Regions from separate parts of the Mus musculus genome. Here region 1 is linked to region 2. A link is a contact called in public HiChIP or PLAC-seq data. All regions are on one chromosome and are shown on one strand. Each heading gives the region's core, a stretch centred on a gene start, on an enhancer-like site or on the middle of the called end of the contact. The rest is flanking DNA. Distances are from core to core; before and after follow the strand shown.

Evidence for each region. HiChIP or PLAC-seq counts read pairs in DNA pulled down with a chosen protein or histone mark.
Region 1: an H3K27ac HiChIP or PLAC-seq map of epiblast stem cells shows a contact between it and region 2, with 4 times the contacts expected there. The contact joins the promoter of 4933435C09Rik here to the enhancer-like site in region 2. A contact is called at or near these places in 2 of 484 Hi-C or Micro-C datasets (the MNK3 cell line and cerebral cortex), 3 of 115 datasets of contacts at active chromatin or transcription factors (embryonic basal ganglia, epiblast stem cells and heart atrium) and 1 of 9 other capture datasets (liver).

The regions. Positions count from the first base shown.
Region 1 is chr12:79,935,116-79,937,815 of GRCm38.p6, forward strand. It overlaps 4933435C09Rik (a long non-coding RNA gene), which reads left to right and starts at 1,424. Exons shown (of 3, transcript XR_381736.3): 1 at 1,424-2,424. It overlaps 9430078K24Rik (RIKEN cDNA 9430078K24 gene), which reads right to left and starts at 1,149. Exons shown (of 4, transcript NR_131074.1): 1 at 1,072-1,149.
Region 2 is chr12:79,717,918-79,720,964 of GRCm38.p6, forward strand. All of the region lies in intron 8 of Rad51b (RAD51 paralog B), which reads left to right. Among named protein-coding and RNA genes, the nearest start is that of Gm36048, 79 kb to the right of the region's middle. Within about 2 kb of position 1,539, at least 71 of the 459 cell types and tissues checked have an H3K27ac peak or open chromatin away from gene starts, as enhancers often do. A contact at or near this core is called in cerebral cortex, embryonic basal ganglia and epiblast stem cells, where this site is marked.

The DNA.
Region 1 (2,700 bases), core at 174-2,673, 220 kb after region 2:
AAGATTGACTGTTTGACAGTACTAGCTGGGGACAATGGTACATGCCTTTATTCTCAGCATTCAGGAAACAGAGGCAGGTAATATCCATAAGTTTGAGGCCAGCTTAGTCTACATAGCCAGTTCCAGAACAGCCAGGCTACATAGTGAGGCCCCATCTCAAACAAACAAACAAAAGTACTTTAGCATAGTTCCCTCTAAGGAGCTCACAGCCCAGGAGGAGGGCTGTTGGAGAATGGAGCTTAAGTCACAATGTAAAGAATGAGCCATAGCCACACAGAGGACCATCAATCTACCCAAGGATTCTGGAGATGGCACATAGAAAGAAGACCTAGAAGTTGGGGCTAATTGAACCAGCATTTTCAAGCACCTGAATTGGCTTTTCATGATGGGAGTGATGAGTGTGTTGCCCAAGGTCCTTGCACTCTGGGGAGTTAAGGATGACAAGCTCTTAGGGAATGGGAATCCTTTCACTGGGAACCACGGCTACACCCTTGGGCAGTGTGTCTGATGGACTAGTGGCCTCAGGCATGTCTTAATGTTGCATGTAGTCGGACATCTTAGAACAGAGTTCCAAAGCTGGTAGCATGTTCTTCTAGACTCTTCTCTTTTTACAAAAGAGAAGGCCCAGGTCTGCTTAAACAAGATCAGATGAAAGTCTAAAACAAGTCACAGTGCCAAGCTCCACATGTTCTGGAAGGTTCTCCTAGACTGTGTCTCTAAAAGATCGGGGTGGAGAAGAGTCCCGTAGGCCCAAGGCAGTGTCAGGTTCCCCCTTTCAGTCAACAGGAATAGAAGAGCCTTTAAGCAAAACCATATTTTTTTACATGTAAGCAAAACTTCTTAGAGAAATACTTAAGACAGCATTTTGTTGATGAGCCCAATGCCTTGGACCCTTCCTCGCTCCTTCCACCTGTCCTAAACACCCAACTTTCCATTCCCTGAGCAGCTCCACTCTCAATTGCTACATCCCCTAGGAAAAACTTCTATGCCCTCCCCATGGAAACAGTCACCCCCTTCCCTTCACACAAACCCATCTTACCTCAGGAAAAGATTCCGCATTTCCCTGCTTACCTGTGTGCCTTTCTGAGGCCAGGAAGTGGGGTTTTCTCCTCTGACACCCACCCTACTCCTAAGGGCCCATAAAGCTTTTAGTGAATGGACTCAGACTGCTATAAACAGCATCTTAATTTGCCCTAGCGTCTTCTAGCAGAGCAGGGTCAATCGCAAAGTCTCTCTTGATAAAATCAGAGAATGTCCTCATCCCCTAGTTTCACATATAAAGACTCTAAAGTGTGAATAAGGGAGGCTAGTCCAGGAGTAAGTATGTGTCCACACCAGGAGTGTAACAAGTGCTCCTCAGACTAGGATGAGCCCTACCAGGACTATGCTGAGACCCCCAAATTCCTCAGAGTCCATACACCACCCAAAATCAGATGAAAGTCTAAAACAAGTCATAGTGCCTAGCTCCAGAATGTTCTGGAAGGTTCTCTGAGACTGTCTCTCTAAAAGGTTGGGGTGGGGAAGAGCCCCCATAGGCCCAAGAAAGTGTCAGATTCCCCCTTTTCAGTCAACAGGAATGGAAGAGGCTTTAAGAAAAACCAAGTATTATTATTTGTTTGTTTTTACTGTGACTCAGTCTGTAGTAACTGGGTTAAAGTCCACTTTGAGACTAGGAGAACAAAAGACCTCCTGTTAGTGCTGGAAGTTTGCCTCTTAAGATATCCCTGAGGGGAACTGGGAAGAGAAAAAAAAAAAAAAAGGAGAGCCAGCAGCAGGACAGAGGAAGCTGTGGGCCTTCAGGAACACAGCCGAACTCTGGAAAGGAAAACACACTGCCTTTCATCTCTAGGCCTATCTGCACTGGCCGCTCCCTTTGCCGCTGTTTTATGGCTCACTGCAGGACACAGGCCAGTGCCCGATTCCCACACTCCTCTAACACGCTGAAACTGCCAGGGGTTATAGCAAAATAGACAAATGTCCACAGCTAACCAGACCTAGGTTCAAGAGGAGGGGGAAGAAGGGAAGGGAAAAGAAGGAGAGTTGGAGGGAGAAGAAGGGGATGACCCCACCCTACAGAACTCATTACATGTTGGGTGCTGTTCTGAGAGTACCCATGGCAACCCATTGTCTCGACACCCAAGAGGAGTCTAATGAGCTAATTCCCGGGGCCCAGAGGAAGAGGCAAGCTGGACCACTCTATTGGAGAAATCTATTCCCTTTAGTACTGTGGAGGAGTCACATGGCCAGTAGACTGAATCTTTCAGGCTACACACTAAAGCCATCTGACTCCAGCACTGGAGGACTTTATCCTTCTCTTTTCAAGTAGAAAGAGAATATTGAGGAAAGACAAGGCAAGAGTTCTCGTCCCAACCCTGCCTGTGACCTTTCTCCATCACCCTATGGAGATGTCCCACCTCCCAGATGGTAAGATGGGTCTGCACTGTGATTGCCTGTCCTGGAGTTGATCCACTATACCTTGACTGTATTGTATGAAGCCGATTGGAGACACTAAAGAAAAGACGGGAACTCCATGATGGTCTCAGAAATTCCTCCGTTAAAGCTCCTTCTCATCCTCTCTCCCTTCCAGGGCCTCCCCCCAATTAGATCTCTGCCTGCAGCTCCAGGACCTGCTCTATACAGTGTCTGGACCTTCTGGGTCTCCCAACTCACTTAATGAACACTTAGCATTTTGTTCTCTGA
Region 2 (3,047 bases), core at 289-2,788:
TGCTCCCGTTGCTCTCCTCCCTGCAGAACACCATGTTTCCATGTTTGATAGCGACCAAAACAAACTCTACAAACAAACCCAATTCTTCAAACTCTTAATTCTTAGGAAACTGATACTGTGCATAGAGAAAATGTTTGATGAGATAATACAAACAATTCAGTAGTTGAGAAAAATGATAAAGTTGTACAATATGTGTGTCCACAGAAATTGCATGCATATAAGACTCCACCTATAAAACACATATGTGTTATTATATATAAAATTATATTTTTGTTTCTTTGCATGGTCTGGATTAAGCCCAGAATAGAAACAGAAGGATCTTCAGGTGTCAGCCTGCTTACCCTCCTTGATTGTGCACGCTCTGCTTTTCCCTAGTTTGGTCCTTCACCTCGTGACTGATATCACCCAGGAGGGCCGGGACTGGTGTCACCCCTGAAAGTAGGATACTCTCCTGTGAGAGAGTCCTGAAGTCAAGACTTGTGTGCACATGGGCCATGGTGTCTACGTGCCCTGGTGTGAACTGGGAATCTCGGGCATGGCCCTGCTTCACAGACACACAGGGAAACAAACACAAATGGGATGGTAGTTAGAACCCATGACAAAGACTAGTCCATGGGAAGGCACAGGTCTGACTGGGTCATGTGCTTACCTCTCCAAATGCATTCCAAGGGCAAGCAAGGCCACAATGGACTGCCTTCGCTAGCTGCGCACTCTGTGCTGCGGAGCTAATGGCTGATGAATATTTAGCTTTGCTTTACTGACATCCTTTCTTGTCTGTCTTTATCCTCTCTATCTCCCCATCCCCATCTTCTTGGTCCCTGAATTGCCCTTGTTTATAGATCGCCTACCTGATCCCCAATCAACCCTCTCACCCTCTCGCATTGCTCACAACTGCTCTGCCTGGCCTTAGAAGAGCCTATGCTTGGGGCTGGTGAGATGGCTCAGTGGGTAAGAGCACCCGACTGCTCTTCCGAAGGTCAGGAGTTCAAATCCCAGCAACCATATGGTGGCTCACAACCATCCGATCACGAGATCTGACTCCCTCTTCTGGAGTGTCTGAAGACAACTACATAGTGTACTTACATATAATAAATAAATAAATCTTTAAAAAAAAAAAAAAAAAAAAAAAAAAAAAAAAAAAAAGAAGAGCCTATGCTTGATTCAGGGCATGCATGAAACAGAGTGCCTGACACAGGCAACCACCAGACATTTTGTGGGGAGGACCAATTAGAGGCCAGAGTGACCAGGGCGAGCAGCAGGACGTCCAGAAGGACGCCTAGCTGCTAAGGAGTGGAGCCTAATCTCGTTACAGGCGGGATGGAGACTCCTGGGGCCCACAAGCTTCCTCCCCGCTGTGCCTAGAGGGATATCATTGGAGGACCGGGCTGTGGAGGGCTCTGCTGGCCAGCAGCCCCCTTCCCCCCACCCTCCAGCCCCCTAGATTCTCTTTTCTTTTGCAGTGACACACACTGAGTGCCTCTGAGGTCATTTGTTTCCCACAGCCTCACAGGGCGCTGTGGCAACAAGGGGGACAATGGTCTCTCACAGGGATGATGGGAGGCCTTGTTTTGCCTTAAATAAGCCCCTTCAAGGGAGCAGCAAGGTCTGGTGTGTGTGTGGTTTGTTTTTTCAGAAAATCCTCTTGCCCATAGTTCCAGTGTGAAGTACTCAGGCAACTTCAATTGAGGACATAAAGAATCCTATGTGTGTGAGAGAGGGTTTAATTTTATTTTTATTGCCACTTTGAGACCAGAACTGTGTTTCCCTTCTCTGAGTTACCCTCTCTGCACTCCTGCTCCCTGGACCCCAGCATTCTTCAGATAGTTATATGCAGGAATTGGCAGGTGCTGGGGACAGTGCATCTATGATGTCTCCTGGGTCTCCAGTTGCCCTCTTCTTTGGTGAGGGAGCTCGGCGGTGGGGATTTAGAAATGCGTTCCTTTGCATTTTTTCACCTAGTCCCAAGTCTGAAGAAAGTGCTTAAAAGGGCCTATGAGGGGAGGGGGTGGGATTCCTGGCAAAGGGAATGTGAAAACTGAAGAGAGGAAGGCAAGCCCTGTATGCTGCCTCAGAACACACCAGAGCTTCTGGGGAGTGCCCAGGAAGGAGGCCTGTGTAGGAGACAGAGAAGTTGGGCTCAGGTCCTGATCCAGCTGTGTGTTAAGGAAAGATGCCCACACTCTGATAGCCCTACTCAGGAAGAAAGAGCTGTCCATCCATCTTAGGGTATTCTGTCCAGTGTTTCAGACCTTCTCATGGAGCATAGTGTGGCTGTGGAACCTGCACAGGTGAGTGCAGGGCATGCTATGCCATCTTGGTACTGCTGAAAGAACTCAGTGGGGAAACCCCCACTCAGCTCCCAATTCGGCGTGCACCCAAGAATCACGAATAGAACACAACACCTTGATGTAACAACAAGAGGTTTTTTAATGGCGGAGCTCCGGGTCGAAACGTATCTCACATAACAGGAGACAGTGGATTCGACCACGAGGCTTGGAAGCTAGGGGTTTTTATAGAAAAGGAGTGGGGCTGGGGGAGGAATTGGCGCGGTTTCACATGATTGGTCCATTTAAACATCAGCAGCCTGTAACATTTAACTTAGGTCAGAGGGGTGGGAGATAGGGAGGCGATGGGCTTGCCCGGGCATGTCCTGGTCTGTTCTGCTATGTTCTCAGCCCCAGGTTTCAAGGCTCAGAAACAACTCTTTGGGCTATTTAACATACATTACATGAATTACAGTTTTATTTCCTTTCACTGCGTCTGCAGAAACTGAGCCTGAACAGATTGAAGTCATTCCCAAGACTGCCCAAGGTGAGCAGCTGATGGGTCGACTTCAGATTACACCCAGAATCCCTTGCTCTCTGGACCCTTAGCTAACTAGTGTGGTCTAGAAATTCTTGGTTCTTCTTTTTTAAGACAGGCAATTGAGACAGGGTCTGATCTGAGCCATCACTAGCACGCGTCAAGTTGCTTCTTGTTTAACTGTGTGGGTAAGTTATGTCTTACCACAAACCGTTCTTCTTTGATTTCTAACAATCATATTCCCA